Linked DNA regions of Gossypium hirsutum: region 1 is linked to region 2. The links are chromatin contacts, called in public Hi-C maps. All regions are on one chromosome and are shown on one strand. The core of a region is the stretch at or near the end of the contact, and the rest is flanking DNA. Distances in the headings are between cores, read along the strand shown. Region 1 holds the start of LOC107926927 (kinesin-like protein KIN-7H). Region 2 has its middle 32 kb from the start of LOC107939041.

The links. Hi-C and Micro-C count contacts between places; a contact is called where the count stands out from the background.
Region 1: a contact with region 2 is called in a Hi-C map of leaf, with 1.6 times the contacts expected there. The contact joins the promoter of LOC107926927 here to the enhancer-like site in region 2. A contact is called at or near these places in 6 of 34 Hi-C or Micro-C datasets (anther, leaf and petal).

The regions. Positions count from the first base shown.
Region 1 is chrA12:14,162,383-14,169,938 of Gossypium_hirsutum_v2.1, forward strand. LOC107926927 (kinesin-like protein KIN-7H) reads right to left here and starts at 4,944. Exons shown (of 14, transcript XM_041083993.1): 1 at 4,466-4,944; 2 at 3,716-3,957; 3 at 3,481-3,570; 4 at 3,302-3,402; 5 at 3,092-3,205; 6 at 2,937-3,018; 7 at 2,790-2,857; 8 at 2,616-2,681; 9 at 2,401-2,525; 10 at 1,978-2,314; 11 at 1,682-1,801; 12 at 607-1,587; 13 at 159-475; 14 at 1-43. The coding sequence starts at 3,926.
Region 2 is chrA12:14,095,938-14,102,693 of Gossypium_hirsutum_v2.1, forward strand. No RefSeq gene overlaps it. Among protein-coding and RNA genes, the nearest start is that of LOC107939041, 32 kb to the right of the region's middle. Within about 2 kb of position 3,779, at least 3 of the 9 cell types and tissues checked have an H3K27ac peak or open chromatin away from gene starts, as enhancers often do. A contact at or near this core is called in leaf, where this site is marked.

The DNA of each region.
Region 1 (7,556 bases), core at 3,694-6,193, 68 kb after region 2:
CTGCTGACTCAGCATATGCCTTTCACGACGTAGAGCCTTGGCGCTGTTTACAACATATTCATAGAGATAATTAAGTTGTTTTGGATTAAAAAGGGTGCTTATCACCAATGTTCCAAAATCTACTCTGAACTTGTTAGGTGAGAATGAATCAAGTATACCTTGAAGCAGGGTTTTCGACTTGTTCATTTGCCACCTCCATTTGATTACCATGGGAAAATAAACTCTTGAGAAATGACAGCCTCCTGTATTCCACCTCCATGTATATATAATCTTTTGGATCTCCTTTAAATAGTAGAAAAAAGTAGGTCCTGTGGACCAGTGACACATTGCAAGCATGCCAGAGTTCGATGATCTCTCTTTGAAGCCTCTTAAATTCTGAAGGCCATTCTGAAGAGCTTTCATGGTTATCTGGTATTGGGTCTAATCCGACGTCTTTAACATCCTTGCCATGTAAAACGGGCTCTGTGACCTGTACCTGTCATGCATGAACAATATCATATTTAGAATGCAATTCTGATGCATATAAAAGATGGCTACTATTTAGCATGGATCTCTTGTTTTAATTATGCAATTAATGACGGTTGATTAAAAAGATGAAACACTGACCGCATGATCCGAAAGTTGCTTCTCATACTTAGGATCACACATTTTTTCTGTTCCTCCCATTGAAGTAGAGAAAACAGTATTATTCTGATCCTCTGGAGTTGGGACAACCGGAGGCATATGCTCAATGCCAGAACTTTGAGATTTATTTTTTGCTATCGGGGCATCAAGCTTGTATTCAGTAGCACTAGTTGAAGAACTATGAGATCCATTTCTAGACAACCTCTCGTTCTGAAGATCATACTTCAATGCAGGAAGTTCTCCCCGCAAACTATCTGGTCTTCCAGAGAAATCTTTCTCATCCCCCATGGGAGGTGTGCTCTCATCCTGTCCTAGCCTTTCAATCCATTGGGAGGTCAAACTGGTCATTAGACTCGCTTTACAACTTATACTCCTAGTTAATTTCAAGCTTCTACAGCTAGATATTTCTTCTTTTAGCTGCCATAAACATGATTTTTCAGGAGATGGAAAAGCAATATCTGGGTGGTTGTTACTGCTTTTCAATTGGAGTGACACGGATTGTCGCTTTGATCTATTTTCATTGCCAACATCCATCAATCCGGAAATAGCTCTGTTTTCTCTTAGAGATGACCTATTATAGTTTTGGTAGTTCTTTGGGCTAGATTCTGACAAATTTGAGTCTGAATATCTATTCATACTTGACCTTCCCGAGTCAATGCATCGAACTTCCTTGCAAAGTGCCTCTGAATTTTCATCAACAAGTTCATCATTCTCCTCCTGGGGCATATTGCTTCCAACAAAATCAGGAATTTTAGGTGATAGCTGCGGAGAGGAACTGGGATGTGGTATATTCAATTTAAAGTCAGAAAGCTGGAGGAAGCTCTCTTCAGAACTGCAGCTTTGTCTATCTGAAGGGGTGAAGGATCTAGCACCAACGGCCATGACAGGTGTACCAATGGTTGAATGTTCAAAGTCCCACGAATTTTGCAGTCTCAGTTTAGGGTAATGAGGATCTGGACCTGCCTGATGGAGGAGGACATGTAGAACTAGAAGTTAAACTTTGTATGTAGAAGTGAACTTAAAAGAAGCATCAAATGCTGTAGTAATTCACACAAACCCATATTTTCACTGGTTTTTCATCTTCAGGACTTTCATTGGTTACCGCTTGTCGCAGATTCTCAACCTCAGACCTAGCAAGTTCTCTTTGCTGTTTCAGTGTGGCCACATCTTTCTTTAGCTGCATGAAGCATGCAGGTAAAGTGAATAATTCATTATTTTATCTATATTCTTGAAATAAGGATGAATTTGAAATTTTGCCAGCTAAAAACTATTTTGTAAGAAATATCCACCAGCCAGGCTTCTAAAACTATTCAATGAGTGATGCAAGAGACTGAAGAACAATGCAACTTGAACCTTTTCAATCTCGAGGTCTTTCTCTCTTAGCAATGCAGCAGAATCAGAGGAAATCGAAGTTGTTCTTGCACTTCTCAGCTCGTTCTCTAGTCTAGCCAATTCTCTTTGCAGTTGTTTCACTAATGCTTTATCCGACATGACCACATTGACTTGTGCATTGGTAGTCACTTCTTTAGCACAACTTGCAAATAAGAGGGTGTTTCTCGATTGTTCAACATGACTTCTTGCTGGACTCATGGTACAAATGATAGCAGTTCTAGCATTGCCTCCTAAGGAAGACTGAAGTATACGGGTCAGCTTTGAATCTCTGAACGGAATATGCCCATTTCTTCCCTTGCTGCAGTCAAATATAAGTTTATAAGACAATATGGTAATGATTACTTGGTTCAATATATAATATATACAAAATTTTAATAAGCTAACCTCAGCTTACGGATAACAGTTCCAAGCGTTAATAAACTGCGATTTATATGGCAACCTTCTTTCAGCCTAGCACCAGCTGATAATGTCTGAGATGCACGCTCACTTCCTGCAAGATCAACAAAATTCTAGACAATAAAAGAATGAGAACATAAGTTTCTTTCCCAATATCTGTTGTAACAACAAATCCTTGACTGAAAAGTATATATTGTTCATACCACAGTGGCTGCAAGGGTACTTGATTTTCCATTGCCTAAAAATTCTCGTGCAGAACTTTCTATCATCTGATGAGTGACATAACCACATGAATAAAGATTAATAACTAAAATAGAATATAATCATTGTCAAGTGAACAATATCTTGAAGTTTCGCAATGAAACAGACAACATTACCACTCTCAAAATTTGATGTGATCTAGAGCTTGTCTCGTTCAAAGAAGTCTCGCCTATCTGTCTTTGAGCTGCCGATGTGCACCAAGACATGCTTAAAAATACAGTCATGAGCGAGTTAAAGGGAGACTGGTTGAGACAATTTGTTACCTTCACACACAGATAGAAGCTGTTTAAAATGATTCCAGTCCTGCAGTGTTTCTTCGGTGAGTTTCTCAACAACGGTCCCTCTCTATCAAATTAGCTCTGTTAGTGAGATAGTCCATAAGATAACTAGTTCCTTACAAACAAATGACTGAACTCACTTCTGGATCATCTAGAAGCCTAAGGGGAGTGCTGTCTGCACTAAGGAGGTCTCTGACAGATTCATTATAAATCTCCATAGCTGAGAACTTCAGGATAAACTCTCTTTCCTTGTGCTACAGAAAAAGTACAGTTTGTTTTTAGTCAAAGGGAGACACACAATGGAAAAGAAAAACTAGGAGTGAGCAACAAAACTGTTGCATCTTCATTACCCTTTGTATGTAGTCATATATATCTGTCATGGCATACTCGGTAATTCCAATCATCGTATATGTCTTTCCGCTGCTTGTTTGTCCATAGGCAAAAACACTCGCTGAAAAATAGTTAAATGTTAAAGAATTGAGAGAGGAGATCAGGAAGGTATGGGGAGTCTAAAAAGAGATGCACTCACAGTTTATACCACTGACAACTGAAATAGCAACTGCCTTTGCTCCTGCTTCATACACTTGCTGGTTGGGGCAATCAGGGCTAAAAACTCGGTCTAAAATCGGCAGACGACCCATGAAATGAAAAGAGTATCACTATTAGAAAATGCTGGTCTCATCTCCATACATGATAAAAATGCCAATAAATGATAGACTGAGGAATGCAATCAAACATACAAGAACTGAAATCTGAACTCTTACCAAAAGTATAGGCAGTTGGGTACATTGATCTCTCGGAAACCGAAAGGCTGTTCCGGTATATAATTGTGTTATCATTGATGCATTCCCAGTCTGATACATCGTGCCTAGCTATTTCCTTGTAATTGAGAGGGCGTAAACGAACCGAAACGAAAATTCTTTCCTTGCAGCCTGCTGGCTCTTGCATTTGCTCTTCTCCACCATCCATCCCCATCTCTCAACTGCACTCACCAAAATTCAAATTGCTACAAATAATACCATCAAAACATCAGCAACGCTTGCTTCTTTACTTAAGCTCCCTATCACTAATTCAAACGGTTTGACAATGAAGCTTCTGTTGGTATAAGGACCACCCAACATCATTGTCCGAAATCAACAAACTAATCATGGGTTAGTGCTAAATTCACCCAACATTTGTTTTTCTTCAGTAACTTGTCTTAACCCAGAAACCACACCGCCCCTTGTCAATGTAAACACAAATTATTGGTGAAAAGAAATTGTGCCCTTTATCACCGGCTACAATAATTCTTTAAGTCAACAGCCATTCGGCCAGACTACTTAATTAGAGTTTTTAATTAATACAAGACTTTGGACTGTTCTAAGACACAAGACTTTGGATTGTTCCAAGATGGTCTCTAATTACAGACTGTCAAAGTCAGATTCTCACACTATTTAAAAACAGAATCTTTTGAATTTAATATAAAAGAAAAAGAAATTAAAATTAAAATAGTTTGAGAAATAAGAAGTTTTTACCTTGGGATTGAAGGGTGTTTCAAGGAATGTTTTGATATTTCCCTCAAATTCCAAATGCAGAGCTAAAGAAACAAAATTGAATATCCTTTCTGCACACACAGAATTACAGCACAAGTTCAACTCTTTTTCTTACTTCAAACTTCAAACAGCTTTCATACCAGGCTGCATTTGCATGCAAACAAAAGAAAAAAGGAAATTTCTATGACAGAAATTTTTTAAAAAATAAAGCAAACAGAGAGTGAAAGAGAAGGAAATTCATGATGTTTAATTCTCTTAAGAGGGAAGTTGGGGTTTTTAATGCAAAAAAGTTTGTGAGATATTGATGCGGTTATGGCGTCTGCTTCTTTGTTTGATTGTTAGTTGATTTTGGAGGCTGCTCTTAAGGTGAAAACATAATTAATCTTTGAATTAAAACCAAATGAAAAATGCTTTTTCATAACAGAAGAAGGTGATGAGTATGCAGTTTTGGCCATTAAAGCAAAAATAAAGCTGTACCTAATTTGCTTAGCAACCAAGCCTTGTTACTCATTGCATTAAATTATTGCTCAAGGGTTCCAGATAAAACTAGCTTTTCTAAACCAAAAAGAAAAAAGTTATTATAAAATGAATCTAAATTAGATTCCCATCTTTGAGTAAGTGCTAAAGTATATGATTCACGAAGGTTGATGGGTTCAAATATGGTACTTAACCTGCACATGGCAGGGTTTTATTTTTCCTTTTATGTTCTTTCTACAATAAACATTTTTCCATAAAAATGGCAGTAAAAACACAAAGCATCATGTTTTAGTCATCTCTACCAGTTTGAGATTTAAGTGTTGGAGAATTATAGATAAAAGCAGGAATTATATTTAATTTATATAGGAAAAGTCTTCACTTATTTGCTGACTTTTTAGTCTAATGTATTTATTGTCATTGGGATTTTCCTTCCATGCAAAACACAGAGGCAAACAAAAGCTGCTAAAGACAGATAGAATGCAGGGGGACCCCTTTGACCAAAACCCAAAGATTAATAATTGCAGCATCCCCAACCCATGTGGTGAGAAAAGCCATTGCTTAGCATATTCCACTCCTCCAAAGACGAATGGAGGCCCATGCATATGCTTGTGTTTCTGAAATAATTTGTTGGCAAAGAACCTTAAATTTGGTATACCAAATGTCATTATTATATAATTTGTAAGATTTGTGTTCTTAAAAAATTAGATTACATGCATGTGCTATTCCCATTTTTATTCCCTCAACACAATGCCTTATCTCTCTCTAAGAAAGAAAGTTGAAAATAATTTCTTTTCTGGGTACAATTACAAGAATAGAGCATTCATTTATTTCTTCTTTTTTGCTTTTGTAGCACATGGTTTCAATATTATTGAATTAGGTGTATGGATATATGTTTTCTTTTCATATTATCCTGTTCCTTGAAATGCAAATAAACCCAACCAACATTGTTTCAAACATATGGGTCCGAATGTTGTATAAAAGGCTTTGGTTCGTTCAAATGAAATAAAGTTGGAATTAAATAGATATTGGATTTGAAAAGAGATGAAATATGAATAGCTATAAATTATTTTGATAATATACTTCAATACATTCAAATTTATATTTTTTTTATGCATTTTTAGATAGCACTTTTGTACTTTAATATGACTTGGAAACCACCAGAAATGGTTAAAACTTGCTTGTAATTATGTAACCTAACCAATTAATGATAAACAGCCGTATGTTTGTGAAGATTAAATAAAGCAATGACTAGTTGTTAGATATTTAAATTAATCTGATTTAGCTTCCGAATAATATTTTCAGAAGTCCTTTCAAATAGTGAGGACAAGATGGTGATTGTTTGCTAGTTTATCAAAATCACATTCATATTTGATTAGTAGCATCCATCTTTTGCTTTGAAAACATTGTAACAACCATATAAGTTTGGCAACAATTCTTTCTTAGTAACTGGGTTACCATTGTCATTATTTTATCCCGAAAACCAAAGAATAAAGATGGCCATGAAGTATCGTTCAAGTCTTGCATTGCATCTAAATTTTGAAAATGGGGTCTTCAACCTCTATAATATTGTGATTCAATCCATTGTTTCGGATCTGTCTTGATTTGCTTTTGTTTTTTAGCTTCTTGTTGCTTGTATTTCCTTTTGTTTTTTGGCATATCAGTCAAAGAAAAATATCACAGTAAATAGAAGATGTAGAGGTACTCAATCATGTGGGGTTCATTGGCTACAAAGATTGGTACATATCAGTCTGTTTTGGTTTCAATATTTGGTGCATAACATATGAAGTGAGCCCCCAAGCCCTAGCCTGGCAAATGGTAATGGTGCCTGAATTTGGAGGGCATTTCAAATAAGGTTTTTGTGGTGCGCGTTAAACCCTTGACTACTTCACTACATCACATCTCTCCTTCATTTTATAGTTTCTTATGTGGTCTAGTATAACTTCGTTTATATTCACAAATTTTTTTTAAATATGCCAACTGAATTTTAGTTTGATTGGCGTTGATATCGTTATCAAAGAAGGAGAACATAGATTTAAACGCGTTAAGGTGTATTTATTCTTCTATTTAAAAAAAAATTATGAATAATTAAAAATCTTTCTAAACTTGTAGACTCAATAAATAAAACAACATATTTTTTTTATGGAATAAATTAATAGATATATGTGTAATATGATTATAGAATATTATAGAGGAGGATTTTGGATTTAATAAAGGAAAACATAAAATAAAGATGTGATGACAAGTGTCAATATTTCTATGAAAGAGAGTAGAATCCCTATTTCTTAAATGATTAATTCCAGCATGAAGGCCTGGGACAACGGTGATGTGAATTAGGTTGATGATCAATATTAGTAAATATATATATATAATTAAAGAAAAAGAGAGAGCTACATAACATGCAATTAGTGGAACAGGTAGCCCTTATAGTTTTCAACTTGGGTGAGACATAAAGGTGGGTTTAATTCGTTTGCACATGCTAATCCAACCAATAATTACATAGGTGACGTTTCTCCAAATTATTACTACAAACTTCACATCACTCACTTTCCAACTTCACTTTGTATTAAATTATAAAGTGAAAATTTAAATGTTAATA
Region 2 (6,756 bases), core at 2,529-5,028:
AGATGGTTATCGTGGCCTCTTTGAATAAAGTTGCCTATGCCTCGCCTCCCCCAATAGTAAATATGACTTGCCATGGTTTAGTACGATGATCTAAAGCTAATTGACGAGCGTCGCGATTACGCAAAAAGTCGTGCATATGCTCTCAAATGTTGATATATTGCTAATGGAATTTAGCCTAATTCCTCGGGTCTCCCTCATAAGTTGATCTTGTGCAGGTCTCCATTGCGTTGGGATGGTAATGGAATTGTTTGCTTAAATTCAAACTTAACTTGATCGAATTCGTAAATTTTTACTGTAGCGTAAACTCTCAATGACACCTTCACGTGTGAAATGTTGGGATTCACCAATAATTCAGACGAGATACATGCTTAAATTCTCGAATCAGAGTATGGCGTCCATTCAAACTATAGTAAAAAATAATAATTTCAATTATATACTTACTAATAATTTTTAAATCCTTGTGTCAATATTATATAATTAAAATTTTTAGAAATACTAACCTCCGCTTCCGATCGTTGATCTAACAGGAGCTGTATATCTTGAAGCTCCTTTAATAGTTCCACATAACTCAGCATATAGTTCCACCTATTGAAATAATATGTTAATAAAAAAATTTAAAATTTAAAATTTTTTATTAAGGTAAATATATAATCTAATGAATTTTACTTTGTTACGAGTGAGAATGTATAATGATAGTAAACTTGAGGACGTAAAAATGACAATTGATACCATGCCCATGATTGCAATAGGAGCATGCATCTACTGTTTTAATTTTTTTGTAGTTGCATCGCCCGACACATCTCTCAGTACAATGTTGCCAACACCGCTGATCCCCAACTGAGTTGGCCCACTTATTTTAAGTCCTTGATTGTAGTAGCAACCTTAAATGTACAAGATTTCGCGATTTATCAGGCATTAGAAGACCCTCGATTATCCTAAGGATGTATGCCCAAGTGTATTATTCCCTTTCAAGTGGACTCAAGTCCATATTGTGCTCATCAAAATTTCTTTTCAACCAATTCATGTTTATCTAGCCACCATAAATCTTGTCTGGAACCTTCCCTAACAGTTGGCTGCATAAGACTTTCAAATTAGTAGTGACAACTGAGCCCGTCACTACTGACCCATCCACTGGTAACTTAAGTTGTAATTATACGTCCTCCAGCGTGATTGTACACTCACCGCATAGAAGATGAAATGTGTGTGTCTTGGGTCTCCATCTTTCCACCAACGCGTTGACAAGTGTAGCTTTCAATTTATACACCCAAACATACGAACCACATGAAAGAATCCCGCATCTTTGAAGTATGGTTTGATTAAAGTCGATAGAGGAGGGGATAGATTGCAAATATATGTCTCCAAAATCCGATCTTCCACCTAATTATAAAAAAAATACAAAATTTTAAATTTCAACGTAACAACGTAATAATGAAATTAAATTAGATTAAAAATAATATAAATATTTTCTTACCATTTTCAATTAGAAGGTTGAAATGTGTTTGTCATCCAAACAAATAAGATAATTGACGATTAAGAATTAAATAAAAAATAATTAAATTTTGTGATACAAAGTTAAATAAAAAAGAGAATTTTAATAAAAATTGAGTGAATTGAGAGATAATTAAGAGAGAACTGAGAGAGAATTGAAAAAAAATGGAATTGAGGAGTTTAAATAGGTTTTTTTTTTAATTGTGTGTTGGGGTGGGGGGGGGAGGGTGGGGGAAGTAGCTGTTGGAATTTGCCCATTGTGGGGTAGTTGTTGGGAAAAATCGTCCAACTAGAAGTGTTTTGCTGAAAGAGCAGTAAAGCACGTCCAGTTTCTTGCAACGTATGTTGAAAACATATCTAGCTTAATGCGTTTTTTTGCAAAGTACGCTGAAAACACATCCAGCTTAGTGCGATTTAAAAATTGACCTAATCCCACAAATATTCAAAAAAAAAGGGTCTAATCCTTTAAATATTTTAAAAAAAATCCGCAATTTCTCTTAATTCACCCTATATAAATATGTTAAAATATTGTTATAAGTCGTATGAATAGATTTGGCAGATAATTACTAATTATACCATTTTTATTTATTTTTTTCTCATGTTGAGAGATATTTTTAGGAAAAAGGTAAAATGGGTTTAGATGGTCTTAAGTTATTAAGTTATGTGAGCTTAAAAGGTGTTAAAACTTATAGTTTATAATACTCTAAGTCAGTGCAGTGCAAGGGCTTTATAATAGAGAGAGCAAGAGCATAAACTGAAGAAAAAAATAGACTAAAAATGGAGATTAAGGAAAGAAGCTCCTTGACGAGAAAATACCCTCTGTATCCTCTTTTGGTCCTATGGTTGGCCTTTATTTATTCTTGGCATGGTGAAGACATGTTATGTGCAAAAGTGTGAAGGGTTCTACTATTAGAATATTTTTATATGATTTTTGAATTTTAAAATTTTATTTGACACAAATATCAATTGTTAATGTATTTTCGTGAGTAACATATGAAAATAATAAGTTAACATTATATTACACTATATATATGATAATATATTTTCTGCATCATATTTTTAAAATAACAGAACTTAATAAATTTAACAATTATTATTTTTTGAAGATTAAAATTTTAAAAGTAGAGAAACTAAAAATACCAAATTAAAGTATAAAAATTAAATCTAAATTTTTTGTAAAGTACATGGACTAATAGTAAAATTTATGTATACACATTGTAATTATTTTGTATATGAGATTTTCATAGGAAATGATATGTTGTTGCATTATGAATATGAATATGAAAATAAGAAAATAAATTTATTTTGTAGAAATAGAAAATTCAATCATAAAGCATACATACTTTTTGACTCTTTTAATTTTTTTTTTAATGTTTTATTAACCTTTGGTATGGGGAGGGGGAGGCGTCGTGAAATGTGTCGGTTCCTTTTCCACCTTTTCCCTCACTTTCTTATTCATTTTATAAACATACATATGAACTAATTATAATTAAAAATATACATATAAAAGAACTAAATAATATACGTAAAAGAAAATTGTAGTCATCCATAGTACTGCTATTCATTGACTGGGTTTATTCTAATTGTTTTGTTTTTCATAACAAAAAACACTTAATGTTAATTGTTACAAATAAAAATTAGATTAAATTTATATATACTCTTATAAAAAAATATAATATACTTAAAATTTTAAAAGAAAATAATAGTCATCAATATAACTATAATTTTGTTGGCCGTCTTTGGTATCATTAGTCATCAACACCAATTATGCAAATTTGGAAAAAAATCAAATCAAAATTACAATAATAATAAACATTAAAGGCATCTTCTTCCTTAGAAAAAAAAAACTATTATAGATATTTAAGAATTTTAAATTTTAATTAACAATTTACTTTTATAATTTTTAACTATAAATATCTTTAAATTGTTTTAAAAAAACTATATTCATGGCCAAGTGGCTTAGTTGGTTTGAGCTTGGAAAAAGATGTTTTATTCTCTAACTAATCAGCCCAAATTTAAATTAAATAAATTAAAACATGTTTTTATTTAATTTTAATTATAAAAAAATAGTAAAATAAATTATTTGAGCAAGTAAAACTCGGATATGAGCTTGAACATCTTAATTGTGTTGTTTTATTAAATAATATTAAAATAATGAGTAAGTCATTGGGACGTGACTAATCCTATGATTCCAATAATTTCCCCATTTCCTTTTCAACCTTTCTGCCACTTGGACATACATTAGCCGCGTGTTGCCTCCGTCCACGCTGTCACTCTCTCCCTCGCCATTGTCGGCTAGCGTGGTTTCCCGCGATTTCAATTCGGGATATTACAGTCATTTCAATTCGGGAATTACGGCTTCCAAATGACTATTTGTATTGGAATCCACGTGGCGGAAAGTGGATCGTTACGTAGAAGACAAACAAAGGAAAAGACAAAACTCAATGACCGAAGGACCCCTACTTCCACTTTCAGTTTATTACGGAATGTAAAATAATCAATTACTACTAATTAAACAGTCAAACTGGTTATAATGCAGTCAAACTGGTAACCCACTGTTCAATTAAAATAACTGTAGGAAGATTCACCATTTAATCATTTTCCAGACATAATCATATTTTTTACTTCAACTTTTTTAATATTTTCATTTTCTATAACTAAAAAGTAACTTTGTTAATGAAAAGAGATTCGGACATCCCAACTTAAAAAATTACAATATTTCTTTTTCATTAAATTTTATTAACGATGTAACAATAAATTTACGTTATATTTTCATTTTAAATTAAAATTTTAAAAATTAATTCTTCATTATTATTTGAATTAAAATATATTTTTAACAAGTGTATTATGTTTTTAAAAGGTATGTACGTGGTTTTTGTTGTTATAAAAAAATGCTGTAACAATTTCAAATACTCATTTTAAACATAATGTTGGGAAGTAAAAAATAAATTAAATGATATTTTAATAATTTAATATATTAATACATAAAATATACACAAATAATTTACATGTTCGTTGCTAAATGTTAAGTTAAAGATTAAAAAAGGTATTTGATTGTTATGGATTTATTTAGTTGTAAAATAAATAAAAATTTGATGAAATAAATGAGGATATTTTGATAATTTTACATTCAAAAGCTAAAAACGGAGGTTGAGTCTAAAAGCTAGTTTGAAAAACATTTTTGATTCTAACCTCACATTGTTCTTCGTCACTCACGGAATCAAAAGTGGTTTTTTCTCCAAAAGCTAATTTGAAATGCAATGAAAAATAAGACCTAAGTGTTATTGTAAAGCTAACCCGTATACTTTTTTTTTTCTTTTTGAATAATTTGATTTTTTTCCCTTTTATATCTTTATTTTCCTTATCTACTTCTTCTCTCTTTACTTTTTTTTTTTTACTCTTCCCCTATTAAATGGATTTAATCTTTTTCTATTTTGACATTGTTGGGAAAAAAAGAATTGTCCTTGGAGGCATTTGAAAACTCTTATGAAAACTTATGGTGAAGAAATTGTGATTTGAATTTAGATTACAATAAAAAAATATAAATACAAATCATTGTAAGTGATTAAATTTGCAACACATTAATTAATAAATTTTTTAGTGTGATTTATATTTATATTCATAACTTGGTGGAAAACTGAAACTAATTTTTGCATACTAAAATTATGAAGCAACAGCAGCTATGAGCAATGTAACAGGCTAGGCATGGCACCAGAATAGAGAAGCGGTCCTGCTTGATTATTGATACAATGTTGCTATCATGAAAAAGGATCCCTTAATTAAGTTGTTAGTGTAGCAGTAAAATATTCAACCTTTAATTTATCAAATTAGTAAATATATAGACATGGAAGATGTAATAAGTACTTTTTATGATGTATGAGATTTGAGTTGTTTGTTTAAACGTGAAATCCATGGAAAACCACCGGATGGGATATATGGCTTTAAAATTTGGTTCAACTTTATATAAAGATCATGAGGAATCTGGAATTAAGCATGTGGAACTTATATATAATAATTAGTAACTTGTAATAATAAATAAATAAATGTGGTGATCAGAGTTAGCGTAAGCAGCAAAAGATGATCCATTGAGGCCCTGTCAGGATATTATATTCCTTTTCGAAATCGACCACCCTCCAAACTCATCCTCTTTTTCCCTTTTTAACGCCTTACTCTTCCAAGTTTTAGTTTGTTAGAAAATATTTTTCTTTTTTAAAGTCAATAAATCGAACCTGAACTTGGCTTCATCTTAACTGTGTTTGATTGGTGGAGGAAAGAAAGAAAGAATCAATTTTTTACAACACCTAACTCTTGAACTACACTCATATAAAACTCAATGCCCCTCCCTTTTGGAGTTTTAAGTATTTCAAAGGTGTGAAACACAAGCTTTATTACAAGGGCATCGACCATGATTGCTTGGCAGTCACTGTGATTGACAATCGATTCGAAACCCATGTAGTAACCACCAGGGTTTCTGATATTAGAATCATTGTGCAAGATCAGGATTGGTGCTAGTGTTGAAGGTTGAAACCATTTATAATATCTTTTAGGGTTTTACAGGGCACATGTTGTAGGTTTTATTTGTCAGATGTTAACTGGTTGGCCGCCTGTAATTACTTTGGATATGGAATGGAAACAAGCCACATTTCTTAACAAATGGAACTCTCGAACATGGGCCATTGATTGGGAAACAAATTGGGGGGGGGGGAAGAAATAGATGCCCCCATGATGGTCACAGGTGAGCTGAAGGTGTTTACTATTGGATTTGGGGACTGCCTCAGCCTCAGCCTCAGCCTCACCCTCGTGGCTCATGACCAGACCTTTCGTAGGGTCCAATTTACATCGATTGTAACGCGCACGAATAGACTTGTTACATATTTTCTTTTGCTTTTGTTACTCAGACAAAACTGGTGTTTGGTTCCACATTTTACTACAATTTTGGCCTTTGATTGCATCTTTGTCAAAAAGGTCTACTTCTTGTTGCCTTAAACCACTTTCTTTCCTTTATTCCTTTGTAATAATGTGACCCCAACTATAGCCATTTTTGGAGTATTGTCGGTACAAGTGAAGGATTACTTGCATCATTTATTAAGAATTTTGGCCATTAATTGCTTTGGTAATTGTTTTACAATTAAGTTCTTAGAGATAAGACTATAAAAAAGTGTTTATAATGTTTTACAATTAAGTTCTTAGAGATAAGACTATAAAAAAGCATAAGGAATTAACTAATATTATGGTCAAATCTTCGGTACCAATCATGCATTATTGTCA